Linked DNA regions of Mus musculus: regions 2 and 3 are each linked to region 1. A link is a contact called in public Micro-C and promoter capture Hi-C data. All regions are on one chromosome and are shown on one strand. Each heading gives the region's core, a stretch centred on a gene start, on an enhancer-like site or on the middle of the called end of the contact. The rest is flanking DNA. Distances are from core to core; before and after follow the strand shown. Region 1 holds the start of Pnma5 (paraneoplastic antigen family 5). Region 2 has its middle 11 kb from the start of Gm52443. Region 3 holds the start of Renbp (renin binding protein).

Region 1 (4,836 bases), core at 360-2,859:
GTGCTGGGATTAAAGGCGTGCGCCACCGTGCGCCACCACGTCCGGCTGCAAGAACTTTTTTCTTTTTTTTCTTTCTTTCTTTCTTTCTTTCTTTCTTTCTTTCTTTCTTTCTTTCTTTCTTTCTTTCTTTCTTTCTTTCTTTCTTTCTTCCTTCCTTCCTTCCTTCCTTCCTTCCTTCTTTCTTTCTTTCTCTTTCTTTCTCTTTCTCTCTCTCTCTCTCTCTCTCTCTCTCTCTCTCTCTCTTTCTTTCTTAGGTATTTTCTTCATTTACATTTCAAATGCTATTCCAAAAGTCCCCCATACCCCCCCACACACACACACTCCCACTTCTTGGCCCTGGCATTCCTCCGTACTGAGGCATATAAAGTTTGCAAGACCACATATTCGGGAACTTTCAGAATAGCATTTGAAATGTAAATGAAGAAAATATCTAATTAAAAAAAAAGTAGCTACTGCCCGCTTAGGTTTCAAAACTGACAGATCAGCCCCAGCCTACTTCAAGTGCAGGGATTAAAGATGTGCTCAGCCATACCCAGCAAGGGGCTGTCTTTAGATTCTTGAGCAGACTCAGAATTAGCACAGCCTGCGTGGGCAGGGACATTCAGGATAGACCATGTTAAATATTCCTTTGCCTTGCCTTGAACAGATCAGTGGGCAGGAACCAGCACTGCTTGTCTGGATAGAGCCAGAAGACTGCCAGGATCAAGCACCAGCACAGGAAAGTCACCATAGCCACACTTCAGTGGGGCACTCTACAGAAGACAGCAGGGTGAGCATCTATTTTGGGAATAGCCTCTAACTGTAGCAGAAGACTGGTGAAGGGGTTTCTTGCCAAGATTCACAGACTGCAGGGTAGGGCCATACCTGAGAGTTGTCTTTTACTTTCTGGGGTCTTTTTTTTTTTTTTGCCTCTGATTCCAGATTCCATACTATTGTAAACCCATATGCTTAATTTATCAGCACTCGCTCCTCAGTCTCTGCCCTATCCTACTCTCCACACCTGTTGCTAAGATGCTTCATTAGTTGGAGAACCATGGCATCACCTGTTGTCCATAAAAGGCCTTAACCTATGTGGTAACTTATGGTAGAAATCTAGATTCACACTGTTCTTGTGTCCATGTCAATACTTTAGCTTGTCGTACGTTCTTTGCACTCAGCACTGTGATCACATCTGCTGAGTTCTAGTCATCTTTCTTATCTGTTGAGCATTTCTTCAGGTGGAGGAGAGTTTATGTGTTGCCAATCTTGAACCTAACAAGGAATGGGTTAAATCCAATATAGCACTGAGTGGGTGGCAGAGTGCTCTCCTGTTCTTTCCTCCACTGGCATTGGTCTTTGCCTCCTGACATTGGCATTTTCCCCACAGGTACTTGCAGAATGCACAGTAGTGTCCCTGGACTTGCAAGGAGGTTGCTGCAACCAAAGGTCAGCAGGGTTCAGTGAGGTTTGGGGAGCTTTCTGTGATTGAACAAGACTGAATGTCTGGGAAAAGGAAAGGTGATGGGAATCATTAAGTAACATCTTAACTTCATTTGCATTTCAGGTTGTGGAAACCAGGACATCACTGCCTTTCTATATGGCATTGGTTTAGAATCTTTGAGTCCTAGTGTTAGGTCTGCTGATAGAGGGAGGGAACAATGGCCGTGGCTCTATTAGATGACTGGTGTAAGGGGATGGATCTGGATCCCAAGAAGGCTGTGCTCATTGTGGGCATCCCCGTGCAGTACACTGAGGCTGCGATAAATGATGCTCTGAAAGAAGGCTTACCTCCCTTGTGTGCATACAAGGTGATAGGCAGGATGTTCAGGAGGGAAGATGAAGCTAAGGCAGTCTTAATTGAACTGCCTGAAGTTGTTGATTATACTATGATGCCTACTCATATACCAGCAGAGGGTGGGGCCTGGGAAGTGGTTGTCAAACCCCGTAGCCCAGATGATGAGTTTATGAATAAGTTGATCTACTTTCTAAGAGATGAAGGACGGAGAATAGTAGATGTGGCCAAAGCCCTGGGGTTTAGCACTGTTCCTACAGGGAAAATAGAGTTAAAGAATTTAGACCAAGACAAACCAAAAGGCTTGAAGTCTCTGTGTAATAATAGCACATGTTACAAAAAACTGAAAGTATTTTCTGGCAGTCCCTTTCCAGGCCCAGGAGAAGAAAGCTTTGAAACCTGGTTAGAGGAGGTCACTGAGCTGATGCAGTTATGGCAGGTGTCCGAGAGGGAAAAGAAGCAGTGCCTTCTAGAGAGCTTGCGTGGCTCTGCCCTGTCAATCATGCAGGCACTGTGGACTAGCAATGACTCCCTAACCGTGGAGCAGTGCTTGAAAGCCCTAAAGCACATCTTTGGAAATAAAGAGGACTCTAAGGTCTTACAGTTCAGGTTCCTTCAGTCTTCTCAGAAACCTGCAGAGAAGGTATCTGACTACTTGCTACGTTTAGAGCCCCTGCTGCAAAAAGCAGTGCAGCAGAGCCCACTGTCAGCACACAGTGCAGATTCAATTCGTCTCAAGCACGTCTTATCTCAGGTCTCCATGACCACTGGCCTTCGGGGAAAGCTCTCCCTCTTAGATCAGCAAGGGTGCCCACCTACTTTTCTGGAATTAATGAAACTTACTCGAGACGAGGAAGAGTGGGAAAGCACTGTGGTAGTGGAGGAGCAGGAGCAGGTACGAAGGGACAGCAGCGCATGTGAGGCGGCAAATGAAGTTGTCACCCAGGCAGAGGATTCTAGGGAGGTCAGCACCCAGACCACAGGAGAGGAGATGACATCAGTGAAACGGAGGCGACTGCTCTGGAGACACAGTGCTGGGGAAGAGGGACAGAGGAAGGAATCAGGTTTCTGGGCTGAAAGTGAACCCGATGAGCAGAAACCTTATGTTAGAGCACAGGAGTCGGGGAACGAGAGAGGGGCTTGGGCAGTGAGCCACCCTAACCCCAAGGAAATAGAGGCTCAGGACAGCCAGGAATTCCTTCCTGTGGCAGGCAACAGAGATACTTTGACAAAATCATGGGGCAGCCCAGACAAAGGAACAGGGGACATGAGTGTTGCAGAAGGGCAACAGGGCCAGGGTAAGGCACCCAACTTCTTACTAGCTAGAAATGATCCCAACAAGCAAGAACAAATTCCACACAGCTCAGTGACTACCAAATGGCAGGACCGTGGGGAGTGTCAGAGACTGAAATGGGGAGCTAGTATGATAACTAGACCACAGGGTAATCCAGACCGCAGTTGGGATACTAGTGGGTCACAAGATGGTGAGGATGGGTGTTCTGAGCTAAGAATGCCCACTGGCACTGAAGCAGCACAGGGTGTGGAGGAGCCTGCCACAGGGTTGTCTTGGGCAGAGGACACCAGTGCCTGGGAACAAGCACGGCTAGGCAGGGAGACAGTACCCAGGAGAGGAGGCCGCAGGATCCAGCCTGTCTTCAGGATCATCTACACAGCTCTAGGGGAGCCCCATGAGGGCAGCACCCTTGAGTCCTTTCGTGAGTGAACTCCCCCCGCTCCTGTGAAACCTGCAAGCCTCAGGACCCAAAGGACCCGGGAGGCAAGTGCCAACACAAGGCAGTTTCCTTCTTGACACCCTGACAGGACACTAGTGCCTGAGAAAAGCCCCAGGCTGGGGCACATGGCACCACAGGGTTAATGCCCTCAGCTGGCCTGAGAGCCTGGGAGTGTGCAGGACAGGTTTTGTGTGAGCAAACAGGAGCAGCAGAAAGAGGACTCTGTGTGTGGGGCGGGGGCAGGCAGGGGGCGGGGGGGGGGAGAGTTTGTTCTGCTCTCTTTTGTCCAGGGCTGCTGGAGAATTCCAGAGAGCAAGCAGGGACAGGCAGGTGAATACAACTCTGCCAGGCAGCTGCCAAGGCTGGCCCCAAACCCTGCCGACCTGGAGGGTGGCCTGGCAGCTTTGCCGAGGTGCCATCCTCCATCTGCCACCCATAACCAAACAGGTGGACATCACAGAAAAGGCCATCTCAAGGGTTCTGCCAACTGCCTGGCTCTCCCAACACAAATGCCCCTTCCTCTTCCCTTTCCCCTCTCCCCCTTCCCCTGCCACTGCTGTCCAGAGGCAGGCTGCCCCCTGCTCTGGAACCCCGCCCCCTTATCTGTTAACCTCATAGTGACCCAGCTGTCCAGTGAGTCCCTTCCCCTATCACGTGCTTACCCACCATCAGCTGCTCCTGTATAAAGCTGTGAGTGAGGGCAACTGGAGGCCCTGACTACCTACCTGGTCAGCCACTTCTACACCCTGGCACGTGTTGTGAGCTTCTGTGCCAGCCTAGGCTACGCTAGCTGCTCTCTTACCCACCTGGTGTTGTGAACTCCTTGTCAGCTTTCCTAGTGTACATCTAGGCCAGCTGCCTGCTGCTTGTTCTCTTGCAGATGTGTGTGCTAACCTGAGTTCCTGAGCCTGGTTCTGGAACCATGGATGTTGACAAGGCTGATGACTTCAACTTGGGACTATGTGTGATATTCCTCTCCTGTTATTACTTATAATTTTACTTTCTAGGGTTGGTGGGGTGTTGCATGCTATGGTTCCACCAATTCCCTGTGCCTGGACTGTGTATGCTATAAGGGAGAACTACACTGTAGTGAGTGATCTCTTGAGATAGCAGAAGGCCCTGTGTGAGCAGAGCCTATGGCTTCTAGTGACCACTCAAAGTTTCTGTTATGTTTTTAATGGTTTTAATACAATTTTTGTTGAATAAATCTCATGAATGTTCTGGCTATGTTCTTTCTGGCGATGTTCTGCCTCGCTGTGAGTGAGTTGGGCAGCAGTAGTGGCTGAGTTGACACTGGCATATATGCATGTCAGAGACCATGAGGGGCTATAG
Region 2 (4,906 bases), core at 313-2,812, 560 kb before region 1:
ACTAAAGGTCTTCTGTCTGTCATCATTGCAAGGCTGTGCATCACAACTGCGACAAGGACTGGAGATCCTTTTCTCCCGATCCTTTAAAAGTGGACGTGTCTAGCTGCAACCATGTTTTCTAGATCTCCACTCCACAGCTCTTTCTACAGAGCTGTCTAGCCCTGGGGCTCTTCATGGCCACGCCCTGGCTAGGGCCACCTGGACAGAATTACCACCATGCTGGGTTCTGTCACAGTGACAAGAAGACTGAAGGACTGTATCTAGCTCAGAACTAAATGACTCATGATAAAATCCAAATTTTCTTCATATAATGTATTTACTCACAAGAAAAAACACTTTTAGATAAAGGTCCTTTTTTGTGTGGAAGGCAAAAGAAAAACTCTTAAACATTCCAGCATAGAAGACAGAAAAGGACAAAGGTTGGATGTGGCAGGAGTGGCCTCTGGGCCACTAGTTGACCCTTAGACGGAACAGGGACTGAGCCGAAGTTGCTTGGAAACTGCTGAGCTGTATTAGATTCCATAGAACAGAAGCCCAGATAAGAGCTCACTGTCCCCACAATACTGATTTGTTGAGGTGACCTTGTGATCTGTTAAATTACAAAAAATTGGGAGAAAATAAGGGGTTATTGCAGAAGCAGCCACAGTCTGCTGCACCTGGAACTATCAGAGCCCTTTCCAGGCGCCTAGTCTGGCTCTGTTCACGGCACTCCTTGTGCCTGGAGGGCACAGGCCCTGTTCTCTAAGACCTTTGTCCAGCTTCTAGCCTTGCCATTACCTCTCCTAAGCCTCTAAACTGAAGGCTGGACCTCTAGTTCTGTCCTCCATTGTCTCTCAAAGTAACATTTTGTTAATGGTTTAACCCCCCCAAACTCAATGAAGAGTTAGTTCAAAGAGTGCCACTAGAAGAGAACTGTCTCCACCCCCCCTCCCCCAGCCAGGGATTGCTCAGAGAGTAAGCTTTGGAAGAGCTGGGTGTGGGGATGAGGGTACTTGCTGGACTGGACTTGCTGGATGGAGCCTTTGTCAGCCGGCTAGAATTTCTGAAGGCAGAAGGGCTATCTGGGGAAAGTTAATGATGGGTGCTGGGAAAGAAAAGCAGACATCCTTACCCCAGCTCTTTTCTGCTTTTGTATGGGTCTAGAGCCTGAGAGGGGCCGGGGAGGGGTACGAATCCTTGTTTGGAGAGGGCACTGGGCTACAGGCACTGGTGAGACCTAAAGAAGGGTTCCAAAGGAGGGGGCAGACAAAGATACCACTCCTCACCTCAACCCTCAACTTTGGCTTAAAAAGAGCCTTGCCTTCCCCAGCTAAGGAGGGGGTGGGGAGGAGCAGAGATGGGAGGTCAGGCCACCTCCCTCTCCATTCCAGTCCTTTCCAGCTCCGAGGATGTGGGGAGGGGGAAGGCTTACAGGGGATTTGAGTCTGGGCTGAATTTTAACACTGAAAAAGACCAGAAAAGTTAATGGGCGGGAGTGGGGGGAGGTGCAGAATACACAGTGAGCGGCATAAACAAACTCCGGTGAACTGCACCAACAGGAAAGGTCTGGAATGGCCGGCAGAACGTCCGGAAGTGCTGGAGGGCTGCGGGCCCAGGTGTAACTCCCCCCTTCACTCCTGAGCTCTGGTGGCCAGCCTGGAGCCTAGCTTCCACCGTGGGGGGTCTCTCTTCACTCTCCTCAGTTCCAGGCAGGACAGATCCCAGAGCGGCCCACCCCCCTCCTTGAAAGGATAGCTGGCCCTCTTCTTTCAAAATAGCTGTATTGACTTGTGGCCTTCTGACTCTAGGAGACATTTCCAATGAGCAAGGGGAGGCTAGGAGGTGGGGTGGGAACAGATAAGAGTGGACAGAAAGCACTGGGTTGAGAAGTCCTTTAGATGGCAACACCTTGCTTTGCTTTCCTAGGAGGGTGTCAGGGGGAGGGCCTGCTGCTCTGGGTCCAACAGGGAAGCTGCAGCAGGCTAAGCTCAGACCTATTTGCAAATTTCTAGCTCTTCTGAATATATCGTATTCAGCTAGCTTGGGACTTTTCTGGAAGACAGCCTTCTGCTAGGCTTCTCTGGCCAGAAGAGAAGATGGGTCCCAGAGTTCTGAAAAACATGTTCAATGGTCAAACCAACAGCATGTTCTGTTTCTGCATTTGTTGGCTTTAGCCTGCCTCTCTTCCTTTGATCTATGAGCTCAAGAGTATGTGTGGGCTCCCATTTCCTCTCTGAATCTTGGTTGGATCTAAGACCATTTGCTACCCCCGGTCTCTTTTTGGTAGCTCTCAGCTGCACCCAGGGCCATCACTTCCACACAACAGGCTGCCTGATGGCTGAGAGGAAACCATGGCAACAGGAGGCAGAGAGGATATTCCCATTACCCCTTAGAAAGGGCAGCCAATTTCTGGGACCTGAGCCCATTTATTCACTACTTGTGTACTTTGCGATGCATTTCAATTTTGGAGAGATGGCACTGAGAGTATTGGGCCTGAGTAGGGAGACAAGTGGCATGCTTTCCTTTTTCTCCAAAGAGCACTGAAGTACTGCCTCCAACCTCCAAGGCCATTTCTGAGTTCATACATATCTCCAGAGGACAATCTGATCCCCTTTTCAGACAGTCAAGGGGAAATGTATTAGGGGTCACTGGGGACATTCCTCACTACCTGAACTCTTCTGAACAGGTTTCTCTTCTATTTCCAGCACGAGGACCCTTTTAGCGCTTTCAGGCCAGGTGCTGCTTGTGATTTCCTGAGGCGTTGGGGGTAGAGGAAGAGAGCATTCCTATGAGTCAACACTCTAACCGCCTGTGCCTAGGGTGCCCCACCACACGTGTGCACACGCAGCTGGGTGACTTTGGGTCTAGACAACTCTGCCCCCTAGTGACAGGATGAAACTAACATACAGGCCAGAGATAGGGGAACAAACTACCCCAGCAGCTAGAGCTCACTGGAATTCCCTAGGGGGTCTTTGAAAATAAATCATATGGAGAACCAGACTAGGATCTTCATCTTCTTGATGTTGGGTGGAAGGAGAAGCCACAACTTGCATAGTGAGAATTTTGGTTTCTTTCTTTCTTTCTTTCTTTCTTCCTTTCTTTCTTTCTTTCTTTCTTTTTCTTTTTCTTTTTTTTTTTTTTTTGGCTTTTCGAGACAGGGTTTCTCTGTGTAGCCCTGGCTGTCCTGGAACTCACTCTGTAGACCAGGCTGGCCTCCAACTCAGAAATCCGCCTGCCTCTGCCTCCCGAGTGTTGTGATTAAAGGCGTGCGCCACCACGCCCGGCTCGAATTTTGTTTTCTTTAAAAAATATAGAAATATTATGGGAATGTGCTTTTGTTTAACCCCAGGTGTGGGATAAAGAGATGCTTCAGACTGTCCACAGCAGCTGACTGTGATTTGCCTTGTGCTCTGGCAGGGGTGTAGTTTTGCCACCTGCAGAGAGTTTCTGAAAAATGTGTGCCATTTGAAACTCTGGGGACTTTTCCAAGGGTATGTAAATGCCAGGGCCCAGAGAGGGAGGGCGGGTTGTTGTTGATTGCTGGTGGTTGCTATTAAGTAGTTGTGCACAAAGAAGAAATGAGATATCCTGATGATGAAGCTCAAATTTTCCCCAAGGAGCTTGATGCCCTTAATCAGTAGGGTTAGGGGGTTGAAAGAGGACAAGACGTAGTGAAGGAGGATGAAAGAAAGGAGAACTCATCTGCTGGGTGGAAATCATGGCTACTAGACCCCAAGGATGGTGATAACCCCAGGGGAAACACTAACTTCTCTTCAAAATACATGTCAAAGTTCTCTTTCCTGCAGCCTGTCTCAGGCACTGTCTCCTTAGCTCACTCAGTTGCCGTGAGGAGGGGAAGTGATCTCCTGGGTTGTTTGCTATAGGTCAGGGAGCACTGTGTACCAAGAAAGTGGAAATCCTGATCCTATGGCTGTGTGCCAACACCTACCTGCATGAGCTCTTTGGGCCTCCCCCAGATGTAACATGGTTCGTCCAACATATTTTTGGTTAACTTTTTGTTTTTAAATTATACGACATAGAATGATATGAAGATAGTGCAGGCAGCTATGTACCCTTTGGCCAGTTTCTCCCAGTAGTGATATCTTTTTGTTGTTCTTGTTTTGACACAGTTAGTCCTGGATGTTCTAGAACTCACTATGTAGTCTAGACTGGCCTCTTTGCCTCCCTAGTGCTGGGATTAAAGATGTGTACCACCATGCCTGACTAGTACTGATATTTTACAGAACAATGTACAAATCAGGTTCCAGAGATTATTGTCCTGGGACTTCACATAGTGCTGCTGAAGTTTGTGTCTGGTCCTCATTCAAAATAACTTCCTTCTAAGGCTAGAACTGCCATAGGGGTCCCCACTGAACTCTTCCTTTAAAAAAATGAATCCATGGCTGTGTGTGGTGGTGCATGCCTGATTACAAACTAAGTTCCAGGACAGTGAGGGCTACACAGAGAAACCCTGCTTTGAAAGACAAAGACAAGATAATAACCCGTCCACTGCTGCCAGAGTCACTATGCAAGTGTGTAATAGAGAGCTGGGAGAGAAAGAGAACCAAATGGTTTGTAGCACCATGAAGAGAGGCAGAATAGGAGCCCAAAGGGTGACGAGGAACAGCCTGGTGTGAGTGGCCTGCCCCTCCACCTGAGGCCATGGTGAAGTTCTGTTCCATATTGTCACTGAGGACCATGTCTGGGTCAGTGGCTATGTAGCAGCAGGGGCCTGTATTGATGTCCATGGCTTATGTTACCAGTAAAGGCCGTGCTGCCTGGGATCATTTTGATGTTCAAAGGCTTGTAGAGCTGTTTCTACCCCACACTGGCTGCAGCACTCCCTGCTCCATGCCGGGGCAGCAGAGTAGAGCTGGCCTTAGTGTGATGGAGGAGGGTGGGGTGTGTGGGTGCTGGGGGGGGGGGG
Region 3 (4,817 bases), core at 1,402-3,901, 890 kb before region 1:
TGTATTTATATATATATATATATATATATATATATATATATATGTATATGTATATTTTCTGAAAAGTTCCTAGAATTCCAAACATCCACAATCACAGAAATTATCTGCAGCTGGCAGAGCCATGCCTCTGTGGCAGCATGGGGCAAAATCATGGTGAGCTGCTACAAACAAGTCTACAGCAGCCCCATATCCCTATACCTGGGATTAAAACAAAAGCACATTCTTATAATAGTCATGTGGTTTTAAAGTAAATTCCAGAATTCTCACTAAAAGCTTGCCACAGGCCCAGGAAGAGGAGCAATACACTGTCCTTCAGATAGGAGGTTTGAGAACAATGTCCAGGGATAGGAGGACATGGGTCAGCAGAGGTAAGTTGTCCTGTGCAGATTTGCTAAGACATGTGGACATTTAGCCTGGGAGAAATGCAAGGGTTCTTTTTCCCACCCTACTCCTGTAGCTGTTACCTATGGAGCTACCCTTCTTCCCTGTGCTCACCTTCTCATCCCACTCTGGAAGGCAGGCAATATAGAGGGCTAGAAGGATGGGCAAGTAAAGAGTATACTGCTCTTGCAAAGGACCAGAGTTCAGTCCTCAAGCTTCTTCATTGAGCAGCTCCAGGAGGATTCAATGCCTCTGGCCTCCATGGACAACCCACCCACACAGACACATGCGTACATGCATATAATTAATATAATTAAAAATATTTTAAAGGAATATATCAGAAGTGCTTTGGTGCAGCTTGAAGCTGGATGTGATGCAACACACTTGTAGTCCCAGCCCTGAGAGGTGAACGCAAAGGAGCAGGAGTTCAAAACCATTCTTGGTTAATAGAGTTCAAGGTATCCTGTGATACATGAGACCCTATTGCAAACAAACTAGCAAACTGAGCTCCTGGGGAGAAAGGCATCATAGCTTTGCATCACCCTATTCCCATGAGACTCAGGGCCAGGGAACCACCCATTCTATCATACCAATGCTCTTAACTTGGCTGAGCTTGAAAGGGATGATATGTGTGTAAGAGAAGCTGGGAGACAATGAAGATGGATAAATACAGCTTAAATAACAGCATGCAAGCTTTCCTGGATACAGAGCCAAGGTCCCTGGGCATGACCTAGGCTAAGGGTAAAGATGAACAGAGCAGCTTCAGCAGATACTTAACAGACACTGAGATCAGGCTTATTCCTAAACACCATAAAGATGAAGTGTTTCAGGATGAAAGAGCCATTCTACAACCTGCAGAGCCACCCAGTAGCCATAACCTGGAAAGTAGCAGTCATTGCGAAATGAGTCAACACACAGCTGGGAAGGGGCAGGTAGCACAAGAACATAACCATATCTAGAAACTGAATTCTTTTTACTGACCAACTCCCAAAGCAGCATTGATGAGTCAGGAAGTCTAGTTACTTTACACTCCTGGGTTGCAGTCCATCATTAAGAACATGTTCAAGGAACTGGAGTGATGACTCAGCAGTTAAGTGCACTGTCTGTTCTTCCAGAGGCCCCAGGTTCCATTTCCAGAACCCACGTGGAGACTCACAACCAGCTGTAAGTCCAGGTCCAGAGGATCCAATACCCTCTTTTGGCCTCTAAGGATACTGCATGCATGTGGTGCACAGACATACATAGAGGCAAAAGCAAAAGCAAACAAAAAATAAACCACCACCACCAACAACAACAACAAAACACTGAAACATAAAATAAAATGACAAAAGAAAATGCAGGCAGTGGTGGCTCACGCCTTTAATCCCAGCACTTGGGAGGCAGAGGCAGGCAGATTTCTGAGTTCGAGGCCAGCCTGGTCCCCAGAGTGAGTTCCAGGACAGCCAGGGCTACACAGAGAAACCCTGTCTCGAAAAAACAAACAAACAAATAAAAAAAGACAAAAGAAGGGCTGGTGAGATGGCTCAGTGGGTAAGAGCACCAGACTGCTCTTCTGAAGGTCCGAAGTTCAAATCCCAGCAACCACATGGTGGCTCACAACCATCCGTAATGAGATCTGACGCCCTCTTCTGGAGTGTCTGAAGACAGCTACAGTGTACTTACATATAATAAATAATAAATAAATCTTAAAAAATGTTTTAAAAAAAAGACAAAAGAAAATCAGAACAAGTACCTCTGGCATTCTGGTTGAAATTCTCACTCCACAGAATTCTGCTGAGCAATGAGGGTGCCCAGTGGGTAGCAAGAATGGGGAACAGATTAACCAGCCTGTCACAGAGCCAACCTATACTGTGTACCTAGGAGGAAGGGCCAGAGAGCTGGAGGATGCCCACTCTACTCTGCATGGTTATCACCTGTTTTTCCAGAATCATCCTTGGGGGTGAAGTATCCAGCAACTGGCAACCAGGGCTAATGGTTGTAAATTACTGGACTCAGACAGCTGAAGCTAAAGGAAAGGGCTTGCCGACAATATGGGGTCACAGGGTCTCAGGATTCAGTCATTCCAGGGGCACCCTAACTTCACAATCTGTTGAGATCACCAGCCTCAGCTGCCAGGCCCAGATTCAGTCTCCTACCTACTCCCTCCTCATAAGGCCAGACTTCCTCACCCAGTTCCCACCAGGGGGATCTAGAGCTTGACTGCTCAGTCCAGGCCTAGAAGAGCAGAAGGCGGGGTTTGAAACCCCGCCCTTCGTCCCGCCCCCAACTCGGGGCCCTTCGGAACTCTGAAGAGGATCAGGTGGGTGGGACACTGCTCGGTCAGCTGAGTGATAGTCACGGGATCGCGACCAAGTCTGAATTCCTGGAGGAAAGCAGATGATGGACCTAGGACTCCTAATGTTACAGGTATGTGGTAGTGGATGGTTCCAACTAATGGTGGGGTCAGAAGCCCATTGAAGAGGTGGGAGTACTGTATCCTTGGCTCGAGGCCCTGTGGTGGTGGGGTGGAATCAAGTAGCTCTGGGGCCTACTCGAGTTGGTTCAGGAAGTCCCTGTGAAGGAAGAGCTGTGCTTCCCTGCTCTGCCCTGATTCACTTCACAGGACATGGAGAAGGAACGGGAGACACTGCAGGTCTGGAAGAAGCGTGTGGAACAAGAGCTTGATCGTGTGATCGCTTTCTGGATGGAGCATTCCCATGACCAGGAACACGGGTTAGCTATCCTGCCATGATCCTCCTAGGGCCCCCCTCCCCCTATCTCACTTGGAGGTGACACACAGATCTACTGACCTGAGGAGAGTAGTGAAGCTATGGAGAACGGCTCTTTCCTTCACTTTCTGACAACACTTGTCTCACAGGGGCTTCTTCACATGTCTTGGCCGTGATGGGAAGGTATATGATCACCTCAAATATGTTTGGCTGCAGGGGAGGCAGGTCAGTTTGCACACTTAAGGTGTTCACACAACAATAGGGTATACCCAGGGATACTTAGGATTCCCTCCACCCCAGCTACTCCTCTCTAAACTGTGTTCCCTCACAGGTATGGATGTATTGTCGCTTATACCGCAGTTTTGAGCGCTTCCGCCGTGTTGAGCTTCTGGATGCAGCAAGAGCAGGTCCCCTCTCCTAGCCCTATCTCCCCAGGGGCTTCAGTGGGTTATGTATTCAATGTATCTAAAGGGCTCTAGAAGAGGAAAGGGACTGGCAGGTTCCAAGAGGCAGTATATTCAGAGTCCTTACCTACCATGCATACTTTCCAACCACCAGGTGGTGAATTTTTGCTGCGTTATGCCCGGGTGGCACCACCTGGCAAGAAATGTGCTTTTGTGCTGACTCGGGATGGCCGGCCAGTGAAGGTGCAGCGGACCATTTTCAGCGAGTGCTTCTACACCATGGCCATGAATGAACTGTGGAAAGTAACGGGGGAAGTGCGTTATCAGGTATGTAGGAGCCTGTAGGGGATCACAGGCTGTTGGACATGAGTGTACTCTAATGACAGGCCTGGGAACCTGCCACAAGACCCATTTACTCGTTTCCTACCATTTTGTGACCACATGTTTCCTCAGCGCTCTCTAACCCTAACCCTAAAGGGACCCTGGGCAAACAGTGCCCTGTGTCCAGGTAGAAAAGGTTTTCGCTTTCTTCACTGGGCCCTTCTGCCTGAGAGTGACCTGAATCCCAGAGTCCCCGAAAATAGTATTGGGAGAAGAAGCTGAGCCCTGAGTCCTTGGGGGAAGAAGTATGTGCTGGGACAGGGCAGCCTCTCTGGTCTCCTCACAGAGTGAAGCCATAGAGATGATGGATCAGATCATCCACTGGGTACGGGAGGACCCGGCTGGGTTGGGCCGGCCTCAGCTCTCAGGGGCACTGGCCACAGAGCCCATGGCAGTGCCCATGATGCTGCTCAGCCTGGTGGAGCAGCTTGGAGAAGAAGATGAGGAGCTGACCAACATGTATGCAGAACTAGGGGACTGGTGTGTCCACAGGATTCTTCAGCATGTCCAGGTAGGCACAACCCAGGGTCCTCAGGAAGGTGGAGCCCAGCTTGCTGAGGGCGGAAATGGGTGTGTCCTAAGACAGAAGAGGCCAGAGCAACAGACACATTCTGAGCTATGGAAAGGAGGTCTTGATCTATGTTCTTCCCTTTGATGCCTCTGTGGCATCAAACTCAGTCTTGCCTGTCTCCTCATTCAGGGTTTTACCCTCTTCACTTGAGAGACCCAGACCTAAGCAAGAAGGATCAGAACCTACTGGGTTCATGGGAGACAATCAGCCATTCCAAAAATGTTCTGGAGCAGGGCGTGGTACACATATCTGTAATTCCAGAACTCTGGAGGTGGAAACAGGAGAATTTAGAGTTCAAGGTCAGCCTTGCTTGTATAGTTTGAGACCAGCCTGGGCTACCAAGACTATGTCAAAACATACAACCAAAAATGC

What was found. Promoter capture Hi-C pulls out the DNA fragments that hold promoters and counts their contacts. Hi-C and Micro-C count contacts between places; a contact is called where the count stands out from the background.
Region 2: a promoter capture Hi-C map of embryonic stem cells shows a contact between it and region 1, with 6 times the contacts expected there. The contact joins the enhancer-like site here to the promoter of Pnma5 in region 1. A contact is called at or near these places in 8 of 39 promoter capture datasets (the 3T3-L1 cell line, embryonic stem cells, hippocampal neurons and 2 more), 3 of 115 datasets of contacts at active chromatin or transcription factors (embryonic stem cells, stem cell-derived neural progenitor cells and trophoblast stem cells) and 2 of 9 other capture datasets (adipose tissue and embryonic stem cells).
Region 3: a contact with region 1 is called in a Micro-C map of embryonic stem cells. The contact joins the promoter of Renbp here to the promoter of Pnma5 in region 1. A contact is called at or near these places in 8 of 39 promoter capture datasets (the 3T3-L1 cell line, embryonic stem cells, frontonasal cranial neural crest and 4 more), 1 of 484 Hi-C or Micro-C datasets (embryonic stem cells) and 4 of 115 datasets of contacts at active chromatin or transcription factors (astrocytes, differentiating embryonic stem cells, embryonic brain and 1 more).

Annotation. Positions count from the first base shown.
Region 1 is chrX:73,033,876-73,038,711 of GRCm38.p6, reverse strand. It overlaps Pnma5 (paraneoplastic antigen family 5), which reads left to right and starts at 1,609. Exons shown (of 2, transcript NM_001100461.3): 1 at 1,609-3,548; 2 at 4,385-4,731. The coding sequence starts at 1,638. The coding sequence ends at 3,494. Gm52421 (a long non-coding RNA gene) reads right to left here and starts at 2,692. Exons shown (of 2, transcript XR_003953046.1): 1 at 2,615-2,692.
Region 2 is chrX:73,591,312-73,596,217 of GRCm38.p6, reverse strand. No RefSeq gene overlaps it. Among named protein-coding and RNA genes, the nearest start is that of Gm52443, 11 kb to the right of the region's middle. Within about 2 kb of position 1,562, at least 39 of the 459 cell types and tissues checked have an H3K27ac peak or open chromatin away from gene starts, as enhancers often do. A contact at or near this core is called in embryonic stem cells and trophoblast stem cells, where this site is marked.
Region 3 is chrX:73,928,684-73,933,500 of GRCm38.p6, reverse strand. It overlaps Renbp (renin binding protein), which reads left to right and starts at 2,651. Exons shown (of 11, transcript NM_023132.3): 1 at 2,651-2,787; 2 at 2,984-3,093; 3 at 3,239-3,314; 4 at 3,421-3,496; 5 at 3,648-3,820; 6 at 4,161-4,385. The coding sequence starts at 2,758.